Regions from separate parts of the Mus musculus genome. Here region 1 is linked to region 2. A link is a contact called in public promoter capture Hi-C data. All regions are on one chromosome and are shown on one strand. Each heading gives the region's core, a stretch centred on a gene start, on an enhancer-like site or on the middle of the called end of the contact. The rest is flanking DNA. Distances are from core to core; before and after follow the strand shown.

Region 1 (4,946 bases), core at 354-2,853, 490 kb before region 2:
TCTAAATTGTGTTTTCTGAGCTATGTCAGTTGTCCAGTGAAAAAAGATGCAGTAGCTCTAACATCATACTTGGTCAAGTTATCACCTACACGGTGTTGTCAAGGAAAAGTAAAAGATGGCCATTATGATACTGGAAGACCTGCATGCATTTGTAGAAATTAAGACCACCTGAGAATATATATAAACAATGAAAAACCACTTAGCGTTCAGATAAGAGGACAGCTGTTGAGACATGCAGGCTTAATTTCTCCTGCATCTCATTATGTGGTTTTATACTTATTTCTTACTTGGATATTGGAATTATTCTTAAATTTTATATTATTGACAAGCTAAAATTGTACAACCCTCACACAGAGTCAATAATTAGATTCATCGAATTCCTAATCATTTTTTAAAGGACTAGTTAAGTCACCTAGAGCTATAGAATGAACTCTTTTAATGTAACTAAAATGAAAGGGAACGATTACTGAGTAGTTTCAACCAAATAAGATAAATGGACAGATGTTGTTTCCCGTTTCTCTGGTGTAAACAAGGAAGCTATCCCACTGGCCTGGCCACAAACCTACATGTCCCAAGGCCACTGTCCGTCTTACCCTTGCACTTTCCCTGAGGGAGAACTCTGGGTCATAAAAGAGACTCTGTATGAATTCTTTCCAGAAATGATTTGAGCTCTGCATTTGTGACATCTTATTATAAGACAAGCTAACATCTATTATTAATTGATGCACTAATTAAAGCCATATTCGCAGTTTCCATTAGCTTATTCCCTAAATTCTCCAGAGTTGGCTGTCTGGTTTTAATCAAAACCAAATGGTAGTCCTAGCTCCCAGGCCGGAGCAGCTAGGAGGAAGTCACGCAGTGGAGGCACAAAAGCAGAAAAGATAAACAGATGAGAGTTCACAAGCTGTCTGGGGAAGGAGGCATACACTCTGCTAGCCACTTTAGAGATGTGATTGAGAGACTCGGCCATGCTGGAGGAAGCATCGCAAGTGTTTTATGTCAGCAGGACTTCTAACTTGATCAAGATGGAGTCTGCCTTCTCCAGCCTTTCCAGCCTTTGCAGCCGTGGTTGTCTGTAACTGGAGGATCCCTTACTGGAGGTAAGGAGGCTTCACGTGCTGTAACACAAACCACTGTGTTCTGTTCAGAATTCTGGGGATGAGAGAGAGAGAAGAAAATTCTCTGTTTCCTCGATTCTCGGAATTTTACTTACAGATTTTTTTTCCTTCCCCAAGTCCAGGATTTAAATTTTGAAGTTATTTTTTAAGGTTCTAAACTTTAGAAGAATTACGGTATTAAAAGGCTCAGACTTCATCTGTCTTAGAAAACTTTTGAAATGAGAATTAGGAGAAGTGTTCTCCATTTAACACAGTAGAAAGTAACACTGTGCAGAGGGGAGAGCTGCACTCTCTTCCTTCCTTGTTTTCCACGAGCCCTGTGGGATAGGAAGGACTCTAGGACTTTCTGACGCTAACTAATCATCTCAAGAGCTTTGACAAACTCACTTTGGTTCTGTGTAAAATCAGAGCTTCAACGCCCAGGCGGCTCTGCTCAGCCCCTCCCCTCCGGCTTCGTGCAGGCTTTCTCACATGCAAACTTCTCGGAGGCAGGAAATACTTTGCAGGCAATCTGGGCCTGCTGGTGGAGGCCCCTCTCTCGCAAAACATCAGTCTGCATTTAGAGGACAGAAGTCACTAGGAACGCCTTGACAGGATCCGGCGTTAGCTGAGGCTCTCTCCAGCTGCAGAGGGGGTTTTTTGTTAGAATCACACACTGCGTTAAGGAGAACTGCTCAGAATAGAGCCGTGACCTCAGCCAGCAATGTGAACTTAGATTTTTTGGAGCCGCTAACCGGGACAGACTCCTCTCCTAGCCTGGCTGGAATAGCATCATGCCTTGGCGGTAACAGCAACTCCTGGTCCAGGTAAGAGGCTGCTGCTGCGACTGTCATGTAGGAGACAGAGCTGGAAAACCTTGCCATCTTCAGCCAGCTGTTGACTGCTTTCAGAGCTGAGCCCTGAAAAGCAGAAGGGGGAAAACTGTGTAGTCAGTAGACAGCGGGGAGTCAAAATCTTTTGAGCAAAATGTCATTTCTAAAATATGTTCCACGTAGCTCGAGTCTCTTTCCCCATGCAGAAATGTTTTCTTCTGATTTCTTTTTATTCTTAACTTACTGACCAATCCATCTGTAACGCGCCGCTGCTGATAGGTGTAGCATATCTGGGGGCCAATGAATCTTCTCAGATTGAAGTGTGAAACTTTAGAAACTCCTTTCTCCTCTCTGTTTTCCCAACAAAAAGAGGACATAACATTATAACGTTTTTTCTTAGTAATGTGCTTTCAAACAATAATCAGCGTCTTACTGAAAACTCTGAAAATCAAATTCTCTAGTATTTCCAGCTAGTTTCAGTCACTTACCCTGTTACTAACACACAACGTAAATTGTTATTTTAAGAGAAGTAATGACATACAAGTTTACAGGTTATTTCTGTCTCTGCACATTTAATTTCAGTTTGGGAACATAAGTGTCAGAATCGGGTTTTGTTAACATTAAACTTGGATTCGCCGCTCAGATCTCATGTTGTATGAACACTCCGTGTTGCTGAAGCAAATCTGTACAATCACATCAGTCATGGGAGAATCTAGCTGACCATTCATTCGTATTTTCTGTCATCGTCAAGTCAAATAGTCACCATGCTTCAGCCTTCTAAATTGTCTTAATGGTTAAATGTGTGGTCCCGGAGTAAATAAATGTAGCAATGGCTGATATAACCCAGAGTTACAATAACAAAGATGATGTTATATTTAGAAGGAAATTATTTTTGGAAAATTGTATGGAATAGTATGCAAAGATATTATGCCTATCTCCAAATCTGTGAACCAAACACAAAATGCAGTAAGTGAAGGATGGATAACAGGTTTGCCAGTAGGATCATAAGAAACCAATAAGGATGTTAATCATAAACTTCTATAAAGGACAAGATGACCATTTGGTGTGTTAGCTAATAGAATTTTTAATTTCTAGCCTAGAGTGATTTATATTGATGCTTTGATGTTGTTGCTAACAATTTAAACTTTGTTAAGCTTTTAAAAATGAGAAAAAGCAGATTTTACTATGTAGGAAGTGAAATTCTGTGGCTTTAGGAGAGCAATTGCCTACTATGTGCAATATAGTCTGAAATATTTTACAAAACGACCAAGTAGAATTTTCCTTTCAGGGAAAGAAAGAGCATTAAAATATCACTCTCTGGTGTTGTCAGGGATCACCAATGAGGAAGCTAAAGAATAGCATTCAAAAGTGTACTGTCCAAGGTCACACAGCTGGCTAGGACACTAGATGACAAGGGAACCATAGTCCCCTGCCTCATGTGTTATGGGCTTTGTACCACAGACCTTACTCTCAAACAATAACTATGCACAACAAAGTATCATTGTGTCCACCTACAGGAGGCCAACTTTCAAAAAGGAAATTAGAATTCTCCTTCTCTGAAAAGAAAATCAACCTTTCTGATTAACACCGTTTTCTCAATGGCTAAGATTTCTTAAAAGGATTCATTAGGCTCTCATCTCAGACTTTAAAGTAGTTGCTTTTTTTTTTTAATGACTATTTTGCTAAATCTTATTCTCATGTCAAGCCAGCCAACCTATATGCTATAATGAGTCATTTAAATAACTCATTTAAAACCAGTGTGTCTTTCAAGAAAATGACCTAATGAGGAACTTGCCCCTTTCATAACCTTATACTCAACTGGCACAGTAAAAACGTTATCCCTACCAATGACCTTCAGGTGTAATTTTAAGACCCTCACTTATAATTGCCTCAAGACTCTCAACAATCTCTCTATTATCTCAGTTAGATATTTCTGCCCCCTATTTCCAATTCTAAGAGCCAAGAGGCTCCATAAGAAAATGCAAGTGTGTGCATTCTACATTTTTTTCCACCTTTAGTCCACACATATACTCTATGGTCTCAATAATATTCTCTAGTACAGTGGTTCTCAACCTTCCTAATGCTGGGACCCTTTAAGAGTTTCTCATGTTGTGATGACTCCCAGCCATAAAATTAATTTGTTTCTACTTCATAACTGTAATTTTGCCACAGTTATAACTACTAATACAAATATCTAATATGAAAGAGATTTGGAAATAGGCATACTATCTTTGTATACTATTCCATACAATTTTCCAAAAATATGACCCCACTTCCAAAGGGGTCACGCCCCACAGGTTGAGAACACATGCTCTAGTCACATACTAGGTACCTCTTTTGCATTATGTAAGGACTGACCAGGGAGACTTCAAATGAAGGGTTGGCTAGATCCTCTGTAGCATACATCCTTTCCTACGCTGCAGTGTGCTTTCCAGGCAAAAGATTTTCCCCAAAAGGCTAATGTGTTCTGTTTCTAACAGTTGTCCTTGCCTTAGATCAGGGCTTCTCAACCTTCCTAATACTGTGACCCTTTAATGCAGCCCCTCGTGTTGTGGTGACCCCCAATCATAAACTTACCTGTTACTGCTCTGTAATTTTGCTACAAGTGTGAATTGTAATGTAAATAGCTGACATGCAGAATATCTGATAGGCGATTGCTATGAAACAGTCATTCTGAGGTCAACACCCACAGATTGAGAGTCACTGTGCTGTGGGGCTGTCTGAATTTTAATTTGGAGGATTCCTAATGTTGACACCTATAGCGCTCAAACCTCTCTCCCATGGCCATCACACTGCGCTGCAAAAGACTGGGTACCTAGCCTCATGCTCACTGGGATGCATTGCACAGTGAAGAATGTCTCCATTCTGAAGGGAGTTCTTATTGACAGAAAGGAGGCTGCCCTAACCCCTTTCAAACCTTTGCATACCATACACCACACTGCCTGTTTCTGGGATGAGCTTAAACTTATTTACTGACAAGTGGATTCCTGGGCGTATAATGGGTCTAAAGCAGTCA
Region 2 (4,877 bases), core at 1,715-4,214:
GGTAGTTCTCCCAGCCCTTACTTATGGACAGGTAGTGTTCAGTTTCCATTAAATGTTCTTCTTTCATGTGTCCTGATGGGCTGACTTGGGAATTCCACTTATCGGGTAGTTCTGTAGGCAAATCTTCACTTCAGCCAACAATGCAGTAAACCCGCTGTGCAACTGCAGGGGGGTGTCACTTGTGTCAATACACCCAGTTCACTTCTATTTCTACCCAGTGTGTCTCTCTGCCTGTCTCCTCCCCTCCCCCAGATATGTGCACGTGCACACACAAATGGGTTTGTGTGTGTGTGTATACAAGTGCCCAGAGGGACCAGAAGGAGGTGTTTCATCCCTTGGACACCTGGAGTTATAGGCATTTATGCCTGATGCTCCCATGCTGGGATATGACCTCTTGGTTCTCTGAGTGAGAGCCTTGAGTACTATTTACCATGGAAGTGTCTCTCCAGACCCTCTACCCACTCTTTATAATTGCTCACCTTTAAAAGCAAACTAAGCATTTTACAATCACCACTTATGCACTCCCCACAACTGCCTTCAGAGAGAAGTCATTATGCCCATGTCACAGATGAGGAAAAGGCTTGAGCCAGGTTTCAGTTTAGAAGATTTAGTTACAGCTCAAAGAAAGAAAGAAAGAAAGAAAGAAAGAAAGAAAGAAAGAAAGAAAGAAAGAAAGAAAGAAAGAAAGAAAGAAAGAAAGCCCTCCTTACTTGCTTCTTTGGTTTCTTTGGTTTCGAAGTGTCCCCTAATAATGAATGACATTCACTCACTTTGAGAAGAACCTCTCATCAAAGGGTCTTAAGCAAATTTCTCTCTCAGGCTATCTGGAGAAGTGAGTCACAAAAGCTAAGGGGCACTCACCTAACCTCTTAACATCACTCTTCTTCCAGGGTTCTTGGGGATCCAATTATGAGTTGAGCTCAGTTTGGATTTAGTCCCCCCCCCCCGCCCCCCCACACCCCCGTCTCTCCTCAAACACAGTTGGCAGCTTTCCTCACACTTCCCCGCTACATATCTAGAACACATCCTCCTTTGTGTAAGAGTGAGACCAGGAATGTACAGATGACCACAGACGTGGACGACGACAGATCACGACAACTGGCCATGCCAAAGGCTCATTCCAATGACATCTTTTGCTCAGATCCTAATCAGAGCCAGAGCATCACCGAGAACTGTCCTCTCAACATCAAGTTACTCTGTATTGCCAACTGTGTCTGGCTTGTGGCTTCTTCAAAGCAGTGACAGAACCTTGATAGTCAGATAGACACACATAGCCCAAGTCTTAAAGAAGCAGACACTTCAGAACTAAGCCCACTTAGCACTTCTTGTTTAGAGTCCTCCAAACCAGTAAGATTCAGCTTTATAAAACAAACAAACAAACAAACACACAAAATGAAGGTTTACAGTTTCGTGGGAATGCTCTGCCCCCTGGTCCCTACATTTAAAATCAGGTTAAGTTCTTAACTATGCAGACCAGTCATTTTCAATGTCACCATCCCTTCCGCAAGGAGAAACATTAGAATACCTGAACTACCTTAGATATACCAAGACACACACACACACACACACACACACACACACACACACACACACACGCCAAAGGATGAAGTATTTTCAAAGAGCATCTTTAGAGCAACCAGATCTTTCTAGAGGCAGGCTTTCTTTCCAGTGAGGAACGGAGCCTATAGAGGGCCCTCTTTTCAGACGTGGCCATCAACAAAGCAGCAGTTCTTTGCAATGGTTTCCTTAGTGATTGGATGCTTTGCAACTTGTCACAGTCTCCTTTTAAATGCACCACACACAGCCAGCCAGTGGCTCCTGGACATTCCTCCCCAGAGATCTTTATCTCCAGAGACCCACCCCAAGTGTCCCTAGGTCACTGATGGATCACATCACCAGAGCTGTTTACACGGCTGTAGCAGGCTTCTTGATCTCTGAAAAATCCAACAACTTTCCCTTCACTAAATTTCAATACAAATTAATCACCCCCCCCCAGGAAGCAGAAAGAATAGATACCTTAACGGGCTATAGGAATAACAGTGCTTTTATCTGGGGGCTGGGGAGGGGGAGTGTTAAATGCCCTTTACTGGTGTATTAGGAATAACCTTAATTTCCAAGCTAGACGGATATAGTCTTTTCCTGCATGAAATTTCCTAGGTGCATTTTAAAGATTTCATGCACACCAACTAATACATAAAGAAAGGCCGGGCTCGGAGTTGTTTGCATCTTTGTCTCTTTTTATATGTTATTTCTGACAAAGAGCTCAAGTTAATTCTAACAGGCGCACACAGGAGGCACGTATCATTGTATAGATCCCACCATCCTGTTTTGACTTTCCTTCCAATAAACTGTATTTTCATTCTCAGCTTTGGAAACTTTCAGGCTGCTGAGTTATCTTAGTTCCCGCCTCCTGCTGGGTAGAAAACCATTTCCCAAGTCACGGCTTTTAAAGGGAAAGATACACGTGCGACCAGAAACAAAAATACAACTTCACCTTTATACTTCTGAGCTTGTCGCCTTGGACTCCGAGAGCCTATTTATCCTCCCTGCCATCTGAAAAACGTCCTGCAAGGCATGCTGCTCTGCTTTGGTCACATCTCAAGTTTGCAGGGTAAACAGGTTCTCCCACCATTAACAAGGATGGCCGAGAAAGACCAGGAACTCACCCAGGCTTGCAGATTCCCGGGCGCTCTGGCAGTCCTTGGGGTGCACAGCCGCTGCAACTCGGGCAGCGGAGATTCGGGTCACCATAGAGCGGTGCAGACGAAGGTCAGCACCAGGTTTTGGGCGGTCTTTGCCCGGGATCCGGGCGGGAGGCTCGGCCGAGCTCTAGCTCGGAGCTCTTCAGTAGCGCAGCCCGGGCTATCCAGGATGCAACTTCCACGGGTCGGCCTAGGAGCGTGAGAATGAAAGGGAGAGGACTAGAGAGAGGGACAGGGGGCGGGGAAGGGTTTTTGGGAGTACGCGCGGGACGGAAGCGCGCGCCCGGGCTAGAGCGCGGCTCCGTAGAGAAGTTGGAATGCAGCCGCGAGGCCGCGCGCATTCAGGCTCCGGTGGGGACCTCCTGCCGAGCTGCACCGCTTGGGCGCCAGAGTGACAGCTGCGACTTCCCACGACCCCCACCCAGCGGAGTCCCCACCGCCTGGGCCCGCCCTCACCTCTCCCCAGGCTACAACCGCAAGCCCGCGGCGCCTCCGAGTCGGCTCGGCGCGGCGCGGGCGCGCGGCGTAGCCCAAGCCGTGTGGCTGCTCTGTCTGTCCCCTGCGATCGCCGCGCCCGGACGCGCCAGAGGCTGGGCTCAGGATGACCTTCCTGTCTCCCACCTCCAGTGTCTGGTGGGGTGAAGGGTCCTAAGTGGGAGAGACGCCACTGGGCGGGTACACCTGGCGGGCCTTAAGCGCAGCTCAGTACCTGTGGTGACACCACGTGACCCTGAGCCCAACTCTTCCCCTTTGATCCTGACCGCAACCTACTGTAAAGGAAAAATCCCTACCGGGTATCTGGGCACGTGGGCTGACTCAGGATTGGAGGAATCAAGTCCAGCCTGTCACCGCACAGGCACGCTTGCTCAATCTTTTGAATGTTTTGCTAAAACGAGCGGGTCAAAAGCCGCGTATATCACAACAGTGCAGGGTGGGATATAGAAGCGATCACCCAAAATGGATATAGATCATTGTTTTTGCAATAATAGTGTTAATTGCTTTCAGTGTCTTAGCTGGTAACCTTCAACCCCTATTCGTAAACAACACAGTTACAGGCAGGGTTCTTTGTACTTTTTTTTTTTTTTTTTAAATACATGTTCCCCGGAGTCGGAGCCCAATACATTCAGTAATGCTTTGCTGGCTTTTGGATAAGACCCTGATGTTGTTGAGTTTCTGTCCTGTTATAAGTGTTGGTAAGGACTCATCTTAAGGTCTCACAAAGACAATGTGCATTTAAAACGCCACAAGGAGGACTGCTGGAGATTAGTTTAATTCAGGGATAGTGTTCTAGTACTCAGGCTACTGGGGTGGCCCAGGGAGAACTTCTGTTTGGATTTCTATTGCAATGTCACAAATAACAAAATAACCATCTCCTAGTCCTCTGTAGAAACCTCTGCAGGTGCTGAGGCACACATGTGGTTTCTGATCGATCAATAAAGATGTTAGCGGCCAGTGGCCAAAGGAGACGGGACAGAACCCTTAGGGTTGTTGCACAGGCTAGGAAGTAGGGGAGAGGTGACAGAGGAGCGCCAGGACCCAAGGAAAAAGGATGGGACGCAGGAGTGGCAGGTGATAAAGCCAACCACATAAACACACACAGACACACACACACACATGGAGTAATAAATAAAATGTTAAAGAAATGAAAAAGGAAATAGTATGAAGATGTCAGTAATGATACACATGACATTCGTAGTAAGAAGAATTTCAACAGAAACAATGAATATTCTCTTACAATGAATGATGATATGTGTTGACGTAGCATCTATAGAAACCAGACCACTGTAGAATGCTGAGAAGCTAATGCCTGTTTTTTTTTTCTGGACTTAACAGAAGAAAACAAAACAAACAAACAAACAACCACTATATACTGCCTAATTAGCTTGGTTCCTTTTTAAATGACCTTTTATGACGACGCTATGTGATATTATTCATTATTGTGACGGTGATGACGTTACTTGATCCGACCCTCTATTTAGATCTTCAGTCCTGGCATATACATCAGAAGAAGACGGAAGTCACTGAGCACCTGTCTTGTGCATGCACATGCCTCAGTCCCAGCATGGTTTGCTTCCCACGTCTGAGACAGGCACCACAGTGCTAACCTGTATACAGCCTAGCATTGCCCACCACATGACTAGCTCAGTCAGGCATACTGGTGTCTAGCTCACCAGC

The links. Promoter capture Hi-C pulls out the DNA fragments that hold promoters and counts their contacts.
Region 1: a promoter capture Hi-C map of embryonic stem cells shows a contact between it and region 2, with 5 times the contacts expected there. The contact joins the promoter of Dlc1 here to the promoter of Trmt9b in region 2. A contact is called at or near these places in 3 of 39 promoter capture datasets (embryonic stem cells and stem cell-derived epiblast-like cells) and 1 of 115 datasets of contacts at active chromatin or transcription factors (cardiomyocytes).

Annotation. Positions count from the first base shown.
Region 1 is chr8:36,949,099-36,954,044 of GRCm38.p6, reverse strand. Dlc1 (deleted in liver cancer 1) reads left to right here and starts at 1,603. Exons shown (of 18, transcript NM_001194940.2): 1 at 1,603-1,924.
Region 2 is chr8:36,456,173-36,461,049 of GRCm38.p6, reverse strand. Trmt9b (tRNA methyltransferase 9B) reads right to left here and starts at 2,964. Exons shown (of 5, transcript NM_176952.5): 1 at 2,667-2,964.